Regions from separate parts of the Gossypium hirsutum genome. Here region 1 is linked to region 2. The links are chromatin contacts, called in public Hi-C maps. All regions are on one chromosome and are shown on one strand. The core of a region is the stretch at or near the end of the contact, and the rest is flanking DNA. Distances in the headings are between cores, read along the strand shown.

Region 1 (6,240 bases), core at 1,973-4,472, 45 kb before region 2:
ATAAAATAATACAAATGTGTTAAAAGCATTAATTAAAAATAAAAAATAATTTTTAAAATAATACAATTGTGTCAATATCTAATTACAAATATCTAATTATTATATTTAAATATAGTTTATATATTCTAATTAAATTTAATAAATAAATAATATTAATTACTTAGAAATATTTAAAATTAATTTTATATATTAAAGTATTAACAATAAGTTATAATAAATTATTTTTTATATTTTTGCTAAAAGATCATAATATTAACTAATTTGAACATTATTTAAATACATATTTGTTACTTTATAATATCATGTCTAAAATGAACATTTTATTTCTCAAAAGTACTTTTTGACAGCAATACCAAACACTCAAATTTTTCAAAAGCACTTTTCAAAAATACTTCTCAAAATTATTTTTCCACAACACTTTTCAAAAGTATTGTCAAACTAGCCCTAAGGTGCTGTAGGACAAGAATGAAGGCGCAGCAGTTGTGTTAAGTTGGAAGCCATTGTTAGCGAAAAAGTTATGGGCCAGCTGCTTGATTATGTTACACATTTTGGGTGCATTGTAACTATATAAGTCTAGCCTACATGTGAGATGCCAATAACCGGCTGCACTATTATCAATCTTTGACAAATCAATAACGAAACTATACCTACAAATATGTTGATGGGTTTATGCCACTTAATGCAAATCTAAAGAGGCTGCTTTTTTGGGTGTTCATGCCATCTAAACATTACATCACCATCTAAATTTATGAGAGCCCAATCAGCCTGGGTTGGAGAAAAAATATTGGAATATAAGTTATCATGGTTATTTAAATTGAAAAATCTATTTTTTATTCAATGTAAATTTTTTAATAGGTAAATTTTTTATATTTAAAATAGTGAAAACAATTTAAAAATTTATATAAAGAAATTACATTTTAAAAATTATTATTTTAAAATTTTTGAGAGGGATTCACTTATATCAGTTTAAAACTAAAGCAGTTTTATGTCATTTTATATATTTTTGTACGATTAATATTTTAATAATCTAATCATTACATTTCATATTCTATATAGATCATGTCAAATTTAATATAAATTAAAATTTTTGAACTATTTATTTTATGTAAAAAAAGATTTAATCATTTAATAAATATTAATATATATTGAATAGTTTAATTAAAAAGAGTTTAAAGATGTTCCAACTCCAAGCAGGGAGATGATTGAATATTGGGTGCCAATATTAAAGGCATGTTTTAAACAATGGATTAAGGATCCACAAATTAAAAAGGGATGCTATTATTCTCTCTCTCTCTCACACACCACAGAAGAAAGGATTAGGTCCATTAACTACGTCTGTTGGAGCCTATAAATATAACTGGTTTCAGTTGGGTTTAAAGAAGGGCTCATTAAATTTAAGCTCAAGGGGTTTAGTTTAGTTTTTTCTTTATATATTCCACATCCATTTTCATGTTCATGACTAACCCTCCCAAGTTCAAGAATCTCCTTCCTTGGTTGAAGAAATAATATTCATGATTATATAAAGTAGATTGGTATATACGTACGATTCTATTTTTATATATGGGTGAAATGTGTATAATATTTCATATAACTAGTTAGTGTTCGCTTTCCTGTCTCCACAATGAGCAGAGACGGAAGACCAGCCATTGTTAATTATTATTGAAACTTAATTTACCATAGCTTATAAAGAACACCTTACTCTAATAAGAAAACATATAAACCTATACCATATTTTATAATTTTTTATTTTAAGAGAAAAAATATAATACAAGTTTCTAAGGAATTCAAATATATAATAAAAAATATAACTTATAAATTTGTTTCAAAAAAGTTATAATAAAATATACGCTTACCAACTGATTTATATGTTTGTTGCTTAAAATAATAGTGAGAGAGGAGTCAACTGGTACGTTTTGCAAATTGCAGCCCAAGTTGTGCTAAAAGATTGAATATGTAGGGTTCTTGGAAGCTGGCCTAGGTCTAGCTGAAAGAAATCAACTCAATTTAAGCCAATGAAATGCTGCATCTGTGCTGAGTTGCGTATCCACTAATAATTGCAAGTGCATCGAGCCTGCCCTTGACAAGTAGTAATATAGTCAATGAACATTAATCCCAGAAAAATAATCAAGTAATGTGCAGGTATAGTTTTGTTGGTATCTATTGGTGGCAAGTTGAGCTTTTGATTGTTGAAAAACAAAAGGATGTCAAAATACCACGTAGCATACCTAAATCAGTATAGGTTTCCTTCATTCATATTATTTGTATCTGTGTTGAGAGTTTCAGGACTTGACAGGTGCCCTTGATAGCTACGAATCTGGGAAACTCTCTAAGTGTCCACGTATCAATCATGCTGGGATCTCAACTGTCGGCTACTTTCTTCAGCAAATAACTTTAGTGCTGTGTTTTTTTGTTTAAAAAAAACAACTGTCATGTCATTACGGATTTTCCTTGCTATATAGTTCTCCCTCAACATGGTTCATGAACTTGCTAGTTATTAGCTGCGTAAAGATGGGACAAAATAGATAATGTGATTGAATTGCAAAGAGAAAACAATGCATTTCCGGGGTCTTATCATGTCTCTAATATTTGTGAAATTGCCTTCAATGTCAAGATGATCATCTAGGCCCCAATACAATCCCAGCTATCCAATCATCCTTGGACTTTCAGGAGAATCCTGGGCTACAGGTCCACTATAAAGTCCATCTCGATTGAGATAGAGAAAATGAAATAGAAAGAGAAAGACTGTTGACAATCAGAGAAACCGACAATTGAAGCTTGTAAACACCACACACCAGCCGCCAACTAGACGGTATAGGGAGTCCTCAATTGTCCACTAGAGTTCCGAAGCTGTGGTCCTATGCCTACAGCTCTATAATAACATATGGACCAAGATGTACCCAATCAATTTTTCATTTTTTTTCTTATTAGAAAACCTTTTATCAGAAGCTCGATAACAATAAATAACAATGTAAAGGCATTGCTTTGACCCCCCCCCCAAAAAAAAAAATTGTAAATACATTGCAGAGCTGTATGGTCCAAACTCATTTAGGTGTTAGAGCTACCGTACCAAGGATTCTTTTATGATTTTATCCGTCGAATGCAGAGTGGGTAGAAGGGCTTTGTTTAAAGATCCATCCTAACAGAATTAGGAACCTTATATATTGGTCTGGTTTATCTCTACCCATTGTCATGTAATGATGGCAAAAGAGAGACGGTGGTCGATGGCGACCCTACTTTTCAATGAGCCCAACCTAGCTATAAGCAAACGTAGGCTATAGGGGTGGAGAGGAAAGCATAAGGGATGCAAAGCAATATGCGCCGACATGAATCTTTATCAAAGCTACACTTTTCGATGTTAACAAATTAGTGATAAGGAAGAGGGCCCAATCACAATTTACTCCAATTGGTTAGACATCATAGTCTGCTCTCCAAGGCGTTCTCCTCATTTTCTCTCATACGTGAATATATATGCTAGGCTAGCTGTTATACCTACCTACAGCTGCAGGCATAATCTTTGTGAATCATCTCTCATCTTCTCTCCAATATTTTTATACGCTCGCTCGGATTCAACATGTGACATTTCGACAGCACGCCAAAAAGGCAAAAAGGCATTCAACGTGTGACATCTCTCATCTACACCTCTTTTTGTCCGAGTTACCACTAGTTGCTTAGACTTTAGGACGAGACGCCTTCCATGGGATCATCCATTGATAGCTGAAACATAATCAACATCAGGCCACCCATTACTACGACCAAGTCACTAGTTTTCTGCTGTAAACACTCCCTTAAGTGCGAACATTCTTTTATAGATAGTTGGAATCCACATGAGCATACGATCCTTGTGCTTCCCTAAAGGACTAACAAAATGGCCCCACCACGTACACCCCCCACACTCCATGGTAATAAGTTGCCACGTCAACACTACCAAACAAAGGGTATCTCCCTATAAATACCTTGCAGGACGATGAGAAAGGGATCTTTTTCCCATTAGCAACCTTGAGCACTTACTTTCTGCACTCAGCCTTCTCAACCCTTACAGTAACCTTACTCTTCCTTATATCCTTCTTTGGCTTTTTATCTGTCTAGCTGAACTAACCTCTTTTGCACCACCACCTTCTCCTCATCTCCATCCTTGTTGATACCTTTCATCAACAATTGGTACAGTGAGCGTGGGCCTTACCATGACTTCTTCTCAGAACAATTCCCTCATCAACCTAGCAAACCTAGCTAACTCCACAAACCCCGTAAACTCGTCAGCTCCGACGAATCCTATCAATCCCATCACCTCTAAACCCTCTTTAAACCAAAACTCCATTGTTTTGACTCAATCATTGAGGTTGAACAACCCTTTTGTTCCTTTTTACCAAACCTTAAACCCTAAATATTGATATTTTCTCGACATCCTCCGGTTCTATCACTCTCTTAACCTCTGCCACCACTTTCTTATGTACTTCCATCATCTTTAATATCGCCAACCTACAACCTTGCTCAACCTATCTCTTTTTACTCTCAATAGACTTTTAGAACCACATCACATGATCCCAAGGAGTACCTTGCCCAATATTTGCAGTACGCTCTCTCTTCCTACCTCACTACCCCTACCTCCTCAAATAGCAGTCACTGCCACTCCTCTAGACCAAGCCACTTATCAGCAGCACTCTGGCTCCCAACATTAAGTTATTGAGATGTAGGAAAAACTTCGGCGTATGAAGAAGTAGCTTTTTAAGCAGCAACACTACTTTTAATAGCAGTAAGAGGGCTAACACCTCATTGACTATAAGAAAGCTCAAAATGAGCAACTAATAGTTGAGTTTAAAGCATCTATTGAGATCACAAGAGGGGCAACTTGGTCAACCTAGACGATGAGGCTTAGCCTACCATCCACAGAAACCTTGAGCGTCATTAGCCTAATGACCTACTTGTTGACAACAACCATCCAGTTGGCTCCCAGAACACTTATGCTAACAATTTTTCCTTGGAGGAGCACGTTAAGCCCTTAAGATGGAAGTTTTGCAAGAAGCTAGAGGGGGTCAAAATAGATGAAACCTCTTGGAGTTACTCCAATGAACCTCTCGTCCTGAAAGTTCTAGCCTTCAAGCTCTTGGTTTCCTTTAAATTTTCCAAATTTTTCCTATATTGGTGTGGGGGACCCGGAGGACCATCCAGCTCACAATAATAACCACATGACCGTTTCCTATGTCGTCTGAGCGTGGTATTTGTCTTTGCTAAAAGGTTTCATTCAATATATTAGTTGGGCTATTTATGAGCTGATTCCTAGCCAATAAAACTCTACAACAATCTCCCAAGTGCTTCATATCCATCTGTTAAATAGAGAATGAATCCCTCGGTAACTTTATTTGTTATTTCAACACAACCACCACGGTCATCAAGAAAACCTCGGATGATTTGGCCGTCTAAGACTTTATTGCTGGTACGACCCATCACTTCCTCAAGGATCATATTGCTAGCAACCTACAAGATAGGCTCTCGACATTGTATGAGATGGCCTATTGATTTGTGAATATTGATGAAATTGAGCAGAGTAGCGCCAAATATTTTTCTCCTATTATTGGAAAAAATCCATTTTGAAAAAAGTTTTCTATCATAGCAAAAAAATAAAATTTAAAAAATCAAGTTGGTTTGTGATATTTATAGTAATAAACTTTTCTAAAAAAATAACTAGCTTTGTGCGAGACGAGAAGGATCCTTGACATTTTCAACTTTTAATTGAATGATCTTCTTCGCTATTCTCGTACCATGAATTGCTTTGAGTATGGGATGGAACAATCTCGAACCAAAGACAGAACTAGAAAAATTTTTCTTACTTTTAGTATCTCTTTCAATAGAAACAAGTAGAAATGTTATTTCCAGAAAATAGAATTTATACCTAAAAATAAATTCTCACTATTTCCGGGTAGAATAACAATATCTTAGAGTTCTATATTACTTGTGTATTTTTAGCCCTATCAATGCCATCTATTTATAGGGTGAGATCGAAGAATCTTGATTAAATTAGTTGAATACAAAAAATACTTATTAGATAGAAAAACTAGTCCCCTAGTTGTACTAGGAAAGAGGGGCGGCAAATCCTGGCTAAAAATATTAGGGTTGCTATCCCCTATATGCGTTATGAGGGGTTTTGGGTCTGTCCTATATTAGGTCCAATTATACATGTGTATTGGACTTAACCCAACACTTTATATTTTTTTCTACCCAATTTTAATTCCCTTAAAGTCATTA
Region 2 (6,590 bases), core at 4,040-6,539:
TCATGTTCCATCAGTATTATTCATCGCTCTCCCCTCCTTTCGCCACCGCTCTCCATTCCTTCTCCCTTGACTAAGCCAACAACCTGAAAAAGAAAATCAATACGTTAAATTAATGAACTCAATACACGAGAAAGAAAATCTTTGCATTTAATTACTTACCATTAAAAGGGAAAAACTGGATGTTCTTGAGAAAGTTAAAGTTTTCTCCAATTTTGAATTAAATAATAATCCTTCAAAATTTAAGGTTCTTATTGTTGAAATATAACCAAAAATACTATAAAACTGAAGAAGTATATTAAACTTCATTAAGCCATATTAATGACCTGATACATGCAATTGTAGCAATAGTTGAGAACTGTTTCTTTAACAAACTAACTGATATCTTAACAGTCAACTAACTAACTTCCAGATACTCTAACATTCTCCTGGTTCTCAAATTCTTTGAAAATAAATGGTGCATCCCTTGTTGTGACCCGAAGAGCATGTCGAAAAATAGCAAATTGCTTGAGAGTGACAGGTTTTGTGAGCACATCAGTAATTTGACTGACTGACGGTACAAAATTGACCTGCAGAAAGCCATCAAGGACTTTCTCTCGAACAAAATGATGGTTGATCTCAACATGCTTGACCCTTGCATGATGAGTTGGATTAGCTGCCATAGAAATAGTAGAAGTGTTATCACACCAGACCACTGGCGTTTGTTCCACGGATACACCAATTTCTTTTAAAAGTTGTTGAACCCACATCAGTTCAGACACACAATTGGCCAAGCTTCGATATTCAGCTTCTAAGGAAGACCTAGAAACCACTGCTTGCTTCTTGGAGCACCAAGCTATCGGATTGGACCCCAAGTACACAACATAGCCTGTAGTGGAGCGTCTGTCTTCGACTGAAGATGCCCAGTCATCATCTGAGTAGCAAACAAGCTGAAACTGCCCTTGTGCAAAAAACAATCCATGCACCATAGTTCCCACCAGGTAGCGTAGCACACGTTTAACTGTCTTCCAATGAGGCTCACTAGGAGAGTTCATATATTGGCTAAGCTTGTTAACACAAAAAGATAGATCAAGTCGTGTAATGCATAGGTATTGAAGCATGTCAATAATGCTACGATAGAGCTGACCATCAACAAGCTTTTGGCTGTCATCAGTGGCAATAAGCTTAGGTGAGCTGACCATAGGAGTAGGAGTGGTAGTTGCCCCCATCATACCTGTTTTTAGCAGAATTTCTTGCACATACTTCCGCTGACTTATAAATAACCCTTGATTGGTATACTGCACTTCAATGCCTAGAAAGAAATTGAGTTGGCCCAAGTCTTTAAGAGCAAACCTGTTGTGAAGCTGACATATCACACTGTCAATATCTTTACTAGAACTACCTGTGAGAACAATGTCATCGACATAGGCCATAAGCAGGAGTTGGCTATCACTAGAAACGCGAATAAACAAAGACGGATCGACCTATGACTCATGAAACCTAAGCTTACTGACCAGAAATTGTTTGAGTGTGTGAAACCATGCCCGTGGAGCCTGACGTAACCCATATAAGGCTTTGTACAACTTGCACACCAACTTCTGATTGTTGGGTCCTGACACCTCAAACCCAAGTGGCTGATCCATGAAGATTTCTTCAGCTAGCTCTCCATTTAAAAAGGCGTTATTCATGTCAACCTGTCGTAGAGGCCACCCCTTCATTATAGCAATAGCAAGAACAGTCCTGATGGTGACTGCACGAACCACTGGGATAAATGTATCTTAAAAATCAGTCCCTGCATGCTGAGAAAATCCCTTGGCAATCAACCGAGCTTTATATCGATCTATAGTACCATCAGTTTTTTTAACTTTAAATAACCACTTACATCCAATGGTGCGATGGTGTGAAGGGAGTGGATACAGACTTCAGGTATTGTTGCTGATAAAAGCTTGCATACATCTCTCTAGCAAGTGTGTGCCATAGTTGTATGAACATCAGTAGGCATATCAGGTGACTTGCATGTACTGCTCAAATAAGCTTTTAGCTTGAAGATACCAGCTTTGCTACGGGTGATCATTGGATGGGAATTTTTTGGGGTAGGAAGTAGAGGTTGTGCACATGTAGTAATGTTTGGTGAAGCCATAGAGTTATTAGAGGTAGAAGAATAGGACTACAAGCTAGACTGAACAAGGGGTATCGATGTAGGCAAATTAGGTATAGTGGATGACGTGGATGGTGAAGAATTGTTAACCATAATGTTGGGTGAGAAAGGATTTTGTGGTGGTAGGCTGGGGGTTAGAACAAGCAACCTGGAACTAGCTGACATGTGGTCTTTGAGTGTGGAAGAATGGGTGCAAGTAGTTTTGAATGGAAAAGTGTTTTCATGAAAAGTAACATGTCGAGTGATGTATATTCGACCATTGTTGTCTTGGCATCAATACCTTTTATGAATGGGAGAGTATCCTAAGAAGGTACATGAAGTGGATTGGAACTGAAGTTTATGACTATTATATGGTCTAAGGTTCGGGAAACAAAAGCACCCAAAGGTTTTGAGAAAAACATAGTTGGGTTTGGCTCGATAAAGTTTTTTCATATGGAGAAGTATAGCTTAGAGGAGCAGAAGGCAGCCTGTTGATGAGGTAGATGGCACAGCTAAAGGCATCACTCCAATAAGATATAGGCATGGAAGCATGCGCAAGCATGGAGAGACCTGTTTCAACAACTTGATGATGCTTACATTCAATAATGCCATTTTGAGCTGAAGTGAAAGGACAGGTGAAACGGTGCATGATCCTATGCTGAGCAAGATAATGCCTGAGAGATTGAAACTCACCCCCATCTATTTGTAAAGTCTGTAGTTGTAAACCAAGAACGCGCTCAACTTGTCTATGAAACTGAGAAAACACAGTCAAAACCTCAAATTTCTTGTGCAAAAAATAAATCCATGAATATTTGGTGTAGGCATCAGTAAAAGCCACATAGTAACGAAAACCATTCAAGGTCACTAGGGCTGGTCCCCAAACATCAGCAACAACCAATTGTAAATGAGCAGAATACTGAGATATCGAGGAAGAGAACAGTTGTTTGTGCTCCTTGCTTAGATGACATGCAACACAAACTCTTCTTTATTTACATCAACTGACATATTACAATGTTGTAAAGCATTGAGCAATACATTTTTACAAGGATGTCCTAGTCTAGAGTGCCACACACTCAGAGCAACAGACGTTCTAGCTGTAAAATAGTGTGCCGTGCGCATAGGTTGAGAATTTCTAAAAGCATCGTTCAAATAGAGCTTGTACAGGCCATGATGCACTGATCCTCTAAAAAGTACCTCATTGGTCCTTAAGTCACGTACCTGGCACTGTGTCGGGAGAACTTCAAACATCACCTGGTTGTCTCTTATGAACTTAGACATAGATATCAAGTTTTTAGTAATGCCAGGAGTATATAAAAGTGATTTCATGTAAAGTGGTCGTGTCCTAGTGAGCAAAGAGGACTGACCAGAACACAAAACAGGGAGAGAGCTACCATTTCCAACATACACCTTACCTGGCCCATTGTGAGATGGATTATCACCAAGAGAGGTAGCAGAGTGAGTGAGGTGATACGTTACCCTAGTCAGGATGCCAAGCAGGGTCGCCTACAGTGTCAGGTGCAGCAATTAACGCATGTGGTGGAAAAACAGTAGTAGAGGAAGGTGAAACCTGTTGTGTGGAGTTACTCATATATGGATGGGCCCAGTTAGACGTAGGCGCTGACTGATAGGACTAGTTGGGAGAAGGTTGAACCACAGGTGACATAACTGACACATCAAATAGTGTCCAAGGAGAAGGACCAAGTGCATACATGCACATATTTGCTTGCGAAGAAGGCCTGTAGTTGGAACTTTTGTAAGATGAATCAAACCGATGATAGCATCGATCAACTATATATCTAGTTTTTCCACACAATTGGCATTGAATACGGGCTCCAGACTAGCAACCACGCCTACGACCCCGAGAATTTGATGCACGATAAGGTGGTACAGAAGTATTAGTAACTGACTGTGCAGATTGTTAAGAAACTAAATTGGCAGAACTAGGAGTCTCAGCCAGTATAACCTGTTGTCTAGCTTCAGCATCAATTAGCATAGTTGTGACATTCTGAACAATGTATGAAAGCTGACCAGCAAGAATGATTGAAACAATGGACTCATATTCGAATGGCAGCCCATTAAGGATAGCAGTGATATGCTCATTTGCACTGATAGCCTCTCCACAGCTAGCAAGATTATCACAGTAGGATTTGATTTTCAGCAAAAACTCTTTCATAAACATATCACCTTTTCGTTGAGAGTGTAATGCATGACGATAGAACATCAGTCGAGAAGTAGTTTTGCTACCATACAATGTTACAATAGAATTCCAAATCTGAGCAATGGTGTCAAGCCCAATGAGATGAGGAAGAACATCTTGACTTACCGAGAACAAAAGCCAGGAAACAAGAGCGCTATCTTACTGTTCGAACCTAGTGAACTCAACATTTTCTTGAAGCACCCCATCATCACCTGGAACCATCGAAGGGGGTGGTACGGTATGCAAGTCAAGAACACTTTGCAGTTTGTAAGCTTTAACAGCCAACATAGCCTGTTGCCGCCATAAAAGATAATTGGAATCATCAAGAAGTATACTCACTTTCTTGGTAGAGAAGAAACTGCTATCAAGAACACCATTAACAAGATTGGACGCCATCGTGGGTGCAGTAGACTAAACAGCGGAAGAACTCGATGGTTGATCCATGCAACAACCAAAAAGAACCGAAACTTAAAGCATCAATCCCAGGAAGAGAGAGACATTTAATACCATGTTGAAATATAACAAAAAATACTCTAAAACTGAAGAAGTATATTAAATTTCATTAAGCCATATTAATGACCTGATACATGGATTTATAGCAATAGCTGAGAACTGTTTCTTTAACAAACTAACGGCTATCTTAACAGTCAACTAACTAACTTCCAGATACTCTAACACTTAAAACAGAATTATCAAAGATAACAACAAAGAAAGTGAAAGCACAGAAAGCCGTGGAATCAAAGGCATTACCAACCAATGTTAATGATCGTTTGCAGTTTTGGTTTTAATGGCGATGGAAGATGTTTGGCCTTTATGCTTTTATAGAGGGGAAATTATGTTGTGGAGGAATTAAGAAGAACGAGAGGCAACCAATAGAAAAATTGAGGAAAATACAAGTTGTTGGCTTAGTCAAGGGAGAAGGAAGGGAAAGCGATGGCCCGGGGGAGAGAGAGGGACGGTGAGGAGAAGGAAAGGGTCGAGGTGGAGGAGGGACAATGGGAGAGAGGGAAAAGCGATGGTAGAAGGAAGGAGTCGAAAGGGGTGGGGTGTGGGAAGTGGAAGGAAATATATTTTTATTTTTAATATTAATATAATTTTGTCATTATACACAATTAATGACTAAATCAAAGTAAAAGGATAAAATACACAATTACTACCAATTGAAAAAAAAATATTATCGCATTTGAGATCATATAATTATACTTAATATTCATATTATATTTTTTTTTGTTTTTGTGCACAGACCTGAACCTGAAACTTCGTACCTTTAAATCCAAGCATGTAATAATCTGAATCTAAGAAAATCTAAATATAAGAAAATTCAAATTTGAGAAAGCTCGAGTCCAAAATAATTCGAGCCCAAAATTGACTCATGATCGGTCTTAGGCTCGAGACCAATCCAAACTTAAGCCCGAGATAGATCCAATATAAAACTAAAAAAAAATTAAATTTATGAAAATATATTTTAAATATTATATAATTATATTAAAATTTTATAAATCAATACATCTTTATGTTAAATTATAAAATTCAAAAACATTAATTATGAATATAATATTATTTTTAATGCAATTATTATATATGTATAAAAAATATTCAAAGTTAGTAATTAATAAAATTTAAAAATTTTAAGTTTAATGATTATATGAAATATATAATGATGTAATATGTTAATTTAATGATATGAAAATCAAATTAAGTTCCTATCGAATTTATTAAAATTTTAGTAATGAAAAATCATATTTGTATGTACTCACTGTATCTATAATTCATATGAAAAATGAACACAAAAACTTCTTAATATATATATAATTTGTGACATTTTGATGAATATGAGTTTTGGATTACGAAATTTATCAAATAACACGATTTTTGTGTTTCTACAGCAAGGCATAATAGGGTATATAGGGGCACGGACAAAATTTGGATTATTTATTATTATATTATATTATTTATATTTAAACATTTTATAGTATTTTATGATTTTTTTGTATTTTGTTAGAATTTTTTACTTAATTATCGATAATTTTTATAAATTTATAATATTTTTACAACATTTTAAATTTTTTATAATATTTTAAACTACATCTAGAATGAACTAGACAAATAGATGTTCAAATTCAAATAAACTTGAATGTTCATTTCTCTAAGTTTATTTCAGTATATATATTTTATATAATTTTAGGATTTTAATTCTTTTAATATATGATACGTGACAAGCTATGTCAGTATATTTGTCTAGGTGGCATGCCATGTAATTGCTTCACAATGATTTTGTCA

The links. Hi-C and Micro-C count contacts between places; a contact is called where the count stands out from the background.
Region 1: a Hi-C map of leaf shows a contact between it and region 2, with 2.5 times the contacts expected there. The contact joins two enhancer-like sites. A contact is called at or near these places in 14 of 34 Hi-C or Micro-C datasets (anther, callus, cotyledon and 4 more).

What each region holds. Positions count from the first base shown.
Region 1 is chrD08:39,782,158-39,788,397 of Gossypium_hirsutum_v2.1, reverse strand. No RefSeq gene overlaps it. Among protein-coding and RNA genes, the nearest start is that of LOC107911851, 40 kb to the left of the region's middle. Within about 2 kb of position 3,222, at least 3 of the 9 cell types and tissues checked have an H3K27ac peak or open chromatin away from gene starts, as enhancers often do. A contact at or near this core is called in leaf, where this site is marked.
Region 2 is chrD08:39,738,685-39,745,274 of Gossypium_hirsutum_v2.1, reverse strand. No RefSeq gene overlaps it. Among protein-coding and RNA genes, the nearest start is that of LOC107911857, 35 kb to the right of the region's middle. Within about 2 kb of position 5,289, at least 2 of the 9 cell types and tissues checked have an H3K27ac peak or open chromatin away from gene starts, as enhancers often do. A contact at or near this core is called in leaf, where this site is marked.